2 separate regions of the Choristoneura fumiferana genome follow, and region 2 is linked to region 1. A link is a contact called in public Hi-C data. All regions are on one chromosome and are shown on one strand. The core of a region is the stretch at or near the end of the contact, and the rest is flanking DNA. Distances in the headings are between cores, read along the strand shown. Region 1 holds the start of LOC141430587 (10 kDa heat shock protein, mitochondrial). Region 2 holds the start of Sf3b3 (splicing factor 3b subunit 3).

What was found. Hi-C and Micro-C count contacts between places; a contact is called where the count stands out from the background.
Region 2: a Hi-C map of whole pupa shows a contact between it and region 1, with 8 times the contacts expected there. The contact joins the promoter of Sf3b3 here to the promoter of LOC141430587 in region 1. A contact is called at or near these places in 2 of 2 Hi-C or Micro-C datasets (both in whole pupa).

What each region holds. Positions count from the first base shown.
Region 1 is chr8:14,220,203-14,223,891 of NRCan_CFum_1, reverse strand. It overlaps LOC141430587 (10 kDa heat shock protein, mitochondrial), which reads left to right and starts at 1,979. Exons shown (of 1, transcript XM_074091363.1): 1 at 1,979-2,585. The coding sequence starts at 2,111. The coding sequence ends at 2,422.
Region 2 is chr8:14,399,634-14,403,322 of NRCan_CFum_1, reverse strand. It overlaps Sf3b3 (splicing factor 3b subunit 3), which reads right to left and starts at 1,577. Exons shown (of 15, transcript XM_074091369.1): 1 at 1,405-1,577; 2 at 912-1,157; 3 at 1-215. The coding sequence starts at 1,137.

The DNA of each region.
Region 1 (3,689 bases), core at 730-3,229:
CTTTTTATAGCGGCAACACTTCTTATTGTTATTTTTACTAATTATGTGTCATTGCTGTTATAAATAAATTATTTTCTTTCTTTCTTTCTTTCTTAATGCAATATACCTATATTATGAAGGAAATCTAGAAACCAATCTGTATTTCCTCAGGAGTCTAGATAGGTATGCTCAGTGTTTAACTAGATTAAGGGGCTGTTTCACCATCCATTGATTAGCGTTAACCGACGGTTAAATGTGATGCCGTCTCCGTCTATTCGAACAAAACAAATAGAGACGCCATCACACCTAACCGCCAGTTAACACTAATCAATGGATGGTGAAACAGCCCCTAAATGAAAAAACCTTTACAAAATATCTATCTAAGTAACCGTTGAAAACATTTTCATGGAGAGGATTATATCGTCTACAGTGCCAATAAATGGTTTAGTCCATGCGGGATCATAGACTTTTCAGTTTGGGGCCAAAGAGCCTAGCAGGCTGAAAAAGGGTAGGCACAATGACTAGCAACTTACCATGGCGCATCAGGGCGCCACGGTGCACCGTTCTAAGACCAACAAATTGTACTAGGCCAACCAACTAAAAAAATAAAGTAAATAGAAACAGCTCTTTAAGGGGTGACATACCTGTGTGGTTGTCTATTGGTTTTTTTTAGAGAAAGGTATCTGAAAATTCTACGCAAAGTAGAATTAGTAGTCTTATATTAAACCAGACCGATAGATATATGAATTAGACCGTGATCAGCCATTAAAAATGTAGAACCTGTCACCCGAACAATACCAACAAAGCCTTCGCTGTAAACAATAACCCTCTTTCATGTTGCCGCATAATCAAGGCGGCCATAAATCGCGATGCGCGACACACGCATGCGTGTGCGCCCGTGTACGTACACGGGTTATTGTGCGTGTGTGCGTGGTGTTGTGTGAGTGTAGTGGCCAGCGCGCAGGTGTGCCCGAGACTGGCCGGCGCCGGCGCACATTCCAGAGGCGGTCACGGCGCCGCAGCAGTGCGCATGATGCGGACATGACTGTACCGGCCAGCATCAAATATATGGACTGCTTGGACCTCCGCCTACTCTGGTCTAGGTGGAACTTTTTGGTCGCTGGTATCTTCATGTGCACTATGCATTCACATTCACATGTTTCTATACAAGATTTTCTGATACTGACTGTACTTGTGGTGTGATTATTAGGAACATTTGATTTCGGCGACCGAAACAATCGATTCATGTTTCATTTCAAATTTAAATAAGGTAAACGTATGAGTGTTCGTCACTGTCCCAATAGTTGGCATCTTTAATCTTATGTCATTAGCGAAAGAAATGACAACAGTGTGCCATCTTTTGGGCATTAGCGTGTCGAGCACTCGGACGTTTACCTTATCAAACGTTTCTATAAAAATCAACGCATGATAACTTTTGTCCTGAAAAAAAAGAAAGGGCGCGCGAAAAACTAATTCTTCGCAGTCGCGGCCATCAGCTAGTAAGTATGTAAAACAAACTGCATTATTTTGTTAGTGGATATAAACAGATTACGAACAACGAAGGTAGGCTAATTTCGTTCGTTCCAATCCTAATGGATTCGATTCTGAACTAGGCTGCGCTTTTACTTTTACATTACTTACTTTAATATCTACTCAATTAATTAACTACTATGTATACAAACTCATATTTGAATTTACGAATTGTAAGCTCCATCTGTTGGTAAAATAAGTGACGTAAAGTTTTGTCGTTGATTCCGCCATCTGTTGTCAGTTTTTAGTACTATTAGGAAAAAGTTAGTTTTGCTACTCATCAGCAGATGTCTTCTGAAAGTAATGTAATTTATAAAATCTTCTACAGATATTTAATGATATATATTTGTTTTTATTGTTGTAACCTAATTAAAACTTTATTTCAATAATATTGTTTAGATAAATGTCAATAAAATATGAAATGGCAACCCATAAAACACATGGAGAATGAGGAGTGAACTATTTCCTTCCGCCCGTCAAAGTTCATTCGCTCATCCACCGGGCCGGCTTCCAATCCGAATTTTCTAGATTCGAGAAGATAACCAAAAAATTTTTCTGCACTTCACTTGTTTCATTTCTGACATTATAAGAAAGCACAAAAATGGCAGCTGCAGCGAAGCGATTAATTCCCCTGTTGGATCGCGTTTTGATTAAACGAGCTGAGGCGGTAACAAAGACTGCAGGCGGTATCGTGATCCCCGAAAAGGCACAGTCCAAGGTTCTGCAGGGAGAAGTGGTGGCTGTGGGGCCAGGATCCAGGAAAGACAATGGCGATTTCGTCCCTCTGTTGGTGAAGGTCGGTGACAGGGTGCTCCTTCCTGAATACGGCGGTACCAAAGTTACTCTCGATAACGAAGAAAAGGAATACCACCTCTTCCGGGAGTCCGACATACTGGCGAAGATCGATAACTAAATTAGTGCTAGCTTTAAATTTTACGTGGTTCGAATTGGTTAGTTATATATTTTAGAAACTCGTAGTGAATGAACAAGATATGATTGTGTAATATGTTGGTTGCTGATGAAACTCGGACATAATGTCTCCGTTGCATTTCTTATTATAATACTGTTACAAAAATGTCTCTGAAGTTTTAATTCCAAATCCCATCATTACTTTCAAATTGTTACAATTAATTACAACTTAAATTAACATAACTGGTACACATTAATAAACAAGTGGCTTAATCAAATGCAGTGTCAATAATAACATGGCATACCATGTGATACCAGTTTCCTTGCTAAAGCTCTAGATCATAAACATTCAAGTACCTGAATTTGTATCAATCGCTTGTGGACTTCAAAGCACAGAGCACCTAGTAGAGAAGATAACACTAGAATGTAATAACAGTGAATAACACTAACAACTTTGTTGCACCTAACTTTCCCATATACACATTATACCTACATAGCTGTTAGCAGGGCCAGCCTAAAGAAAAGACCAAGTAGCTAATTGAGGGACACCAAGAGTAAATTCTGATTTTCATTTTCAAAGGGCACTGCAAGAAATAGTCATTCAAAGGATGCCAAAAGACTTGCACAAAAGTAGAGCTGGCGCTGCCAACTAGTCACTGGAACTGAATAAAGAAAACAAGTTGTTTCAGTTCAAATTTTATTTATCACAGTACATTATAATTTCATTACGATAGTGTTGTTAGTAGAAATAAGTTAACACTGCTAAAAATTATATTCATTTGCACTTTGCTTCAATTATATCTCTTACTACACAAATAAAAAACTGAGAATTATTTTGTTGAGGGTTAAAAACGACTTTATAACCACAGGATGGAGGCGAACAGACTGGGTACTCTCTAATGTAGAACTTGTTGTACACATGCAGAAAAAATTATACATTACATTTTGTGGTACTCAACCAATGTCTCACTTCTTAATATTTGTACCTAATGCTAATTGGTTTTGATTCAGAAAGTATTAACTGTATTGTATAATATTAACACATGGGTGCTCATCGTCACATTCATCATCTCTTTCTGTTCTTATTCGAAGCCGAGTGACAGAATGAAAACTTGGAAATGAATGATTGTGCTTCCAAGTGAATTTGACTGGCTCAGATTTTGTATACAAAATCTGTCATTTGATTGGGATCTGGAGCGTCGGAAACCTCTGGTCTTAAATACTATTCAATTGTAAATCTGTCTTCAATTTACAATTATCAATCACCAAGT
Region 2 (3,689 bases), core at 328-2,827, 180 kb before region 1:
ATCTCTATTTAAAATGTACACAAGTTTCTGTTTTTCTATAGCCCCTATCATAACAGCTCTGCCTTTCGGGTCAATGGCCAGGTACTGTCCAGGCACTATTCTGCGACATCCAGACTTTCCAAATGTCTCTTGATGCACTTTGTCAAGGATATTTTTAGATGGGATATACTCCAGGATCACAATGCGTCCAGAGTCCGAGCCGATGACAATATAATCTGTAACAAGTTTAAAGATTAATAAAAGATTATACTTTTATGATTGGGACCAGCTAATTTGCAGTGGTAGAAATGTGCCAAAACTACATACATCCCAGCTAATCATTGTGATTGCCAAGAGCGACGCGATGGCAAATACTCTATGCATCTAGTTATCCCAATCTTTCGTATTATAGAGAGATGGAGCAAGACGATGCATGTTTCTTAGCACAAATGAAATAACCAACAAAAATTTGGAAAACCCCCGACTTTGTTCCTTCAAAGATCAATATCTCAAAAACGGCTGAACCGATTTTGATGAAACATGTGTAAGAACCATTGCTAAAAGCCCTGATTTTAAATTTAAAAAAAAAAAAAAAAAAGCATTCAAATCGGTCCACCCGTTTAAGCGCAACGGTGCTACAGACAGACAGACAGACACATAGCGGTCAAACTTATAACACCCCTTTTTTGCGTCAGGGGTTAAAAACAGGCCATCCGTTTATACCGTTCTTCGGGTACGGAACCCTAACCTAAAAACGGCATCCTAAACCGCATGGCAAAATAACTAAAAATACAATACACACCAGAAATAGTAAGAAAGAAAGTATTGTTCAGAGAATACTAGGATCCGCAAAGGAATTGAAATGAATCTAAATTCGGTAGGTACTAATTTAGGGCGAGTGGACGCCCCACGTGGTTGCAAAGTTCATTTACCTTTTGTGCCACCAGTAAGCCGAAATGACATCATAGATCGGATAATGCCGAAAATTTCGATCTTCAGCAGTGTATGCACTTTGCCGGTGTTCGGGTCTGGTCGCAGCAACTCCAAGATTTTACCACGAGAAATCACTATCTCCTGCTGCTTCGTGCCCGAGAAGTTCCCATGCACCGCATGGGTAATAGCTGTAGAGCCTTGTAGAGTCAAATTATACAAATACATTTTGAATCATTGACCTCAGCCTGAAACAATAAGGGTAAATTTAACACGTGTAATCGAGAGATCGTCTTCACGTATTATGTTAAGATACAATGTTGAGCTCGTAACTGACGAAAACGAAGGTAAACTTATGTTTTCGAATGGGTGAGCATAGTTTGATATTGCACCCTTAACGACCACGAAAGATATTAATCAATCGCGGAGATACCAAGTGCAAATATTCATCACAAACCTAAATCAAAATGAAAATAATAGATATTAAGCGTTTACCTGAATAAATCTGCAAATGATTGCCGCAATGCGGCTTGATGTATATTTCAAAGTCGTTGGTGCCTCCTCTACAAGCACACGACCGCAAAATGGCGGCCGAATAATGCGCCATCGATTCTAGCTCGGGAACTATGAATGAACTGACACGACCGCTGACCAATCAAATAGAAGCATTTTCCATCATGGCGGAGACTTTTATACCAAGTGTGTTGCCATGTAATCAAAAATTTATAAAGTTTGTTAAGCAGCCCCATCTTGTGGCGAGTAGAAATACTCTTACAGTTAGTAGTCTAGTTTTTCATCATTCTGGTACTGCTATTATACACAAGATGGCACTAAAGCTAAGAACGAATACAGTTTACCTATCTCATTACTAGATGGCAGCACATCGTGAAATATTGTGTTCTGTGATTGAATGGAGATATGGAGAATAGTTTTTTGAGCAGATTGTATTTTTCTTCATAATGCTAGCATATGCTAGCTAAAACTAACTTTTGTTAAGTTAATTCTATTAAGACCAAATCCGGCCTATTGACTTATTATTATGATCTGATCTCTCAACCATGTAGTTGTAAACTCGCGTTATCAAAACGCGCGTTAAGCGCTTGCCATCTGAAGTCTGAAAGTAGCCTAATTTTATGTGAATTAACGTTTTAAATTTATTATGAGCTTTTCGGTGAAAGAAAATACAAAGGAACGTTACTGATTCATATTTTGATGCGTCTAAAACCCAACTAATGCCACTAACTTTTACTAGCGATAAGATGTCTGCAGGGCTACTATGAAACTCGAAACTCGAAGTTCGTATCGTACCGTCCCTCTAGCTCTCGTATTAAATAGTATAAGTGTCAGAGGGACCGCACGACACGAACTTCGAGTTTCGTAGTAGCCCTGCTGATGTGAAGGAGATACGAATACGATACACACGATCGATTCGACGGAACACCATCGTTGTGCCTTGAGGACGTCGCGAGTTATTATGTTATAGTACCTGGGCGACCGAGCGCCGCTCTGGCTTTAAGCTCATTACCAAGCGTTTTCCCAGAAATAAGACCAAGCTAGATCGATTTTCATCCCCGAAAAGCCCATACCAAATTTAATCGAAATCGTTGGAGCAGTTTCCGAGATTACAAGTGCTATAAGTACAAGAATTGCTCGTCTAAAGATATTAGACTGTTAGACATTTCTTACAGATATTTAATTTTGTTAGTAAATAAATAAATGTGTTATGTTTGTAAAATAAAATAATAATTTCTTTCTTTGTTCTCTTGAAGTAATTTCTTTCCTTACGGTTAGGTGTATACAAGGTGGTTTAAGTAACTGAAAACCTCAGACACCCCAAAAATATTTTATTCATTTTAAGTTAGTTGATTGCATTTATTTTTGAATAACTTCATTATTTTAAAAGTTAGTCAGTAATTTTACTTCATTTCTAACACTCATGATTTGTATTTGTCATTGCGCTTTAACGTTGTTGGGCATTTCTATCTACCGTTTGTACCCGTGTCCGATTTGTTACGAAAATTATTAAGAAAAATGTGTAACAAAACGGAAAAATCCATACAATATTTTGGGGACACGTCTGGCGACCCTGTTTTTCCAGCTCGGAATCATGGACTGAGTCTACCTTCCAAATTTTGTTGAAATCGGAGACAACTCAGGGTACAACGGTAGATAGAAATGCCCTTTTAGAGTAAAATCACACATTGACAGCAAAACGGCCAGTATTAAGTAAATTATGGAAATAGTATGCAACCTAGCTCAAATATTTAACAGTACATGGTTGCAGTCGTAACTTTTAGACTGGACAAAATAAGAAAGGGATTTAAAAACACAAACACAACTTAATTTAAAACATGTGTAATCGATTCTACTCTTCTGAGCAAACTACTTTCTGGTTTTCAGTTATATAATTAACACCTTGTAGATATTTTTTGTCGCCTTGGTAACGTACACATATGTTTATGTCATTGACTGTACCTAACCACCCACCTAGTTGTGCTAGTGAGTGAATGTGAAAGTAAGGGTTCCTAGTTGACTACGAAACCCTGAAAATAGGGCGTCATAGCCGGGATTTGAACCCGTTTACTCTTAGGAATAATTCTGGTAGTGGTAGTTTAGAATGGGGAATGGATGAAAATTTTAGAAACGCTTGAAACTTTTTTATCGATAGGAATAACCTTTCTAATGAACATAAAAAAATATCAGATTTTTAAGTAGCATCAATTAATTTCAAAAAATGTAAGAGATTTCTTTACCTCCTAATGAGGGCTATCGCGAATGAA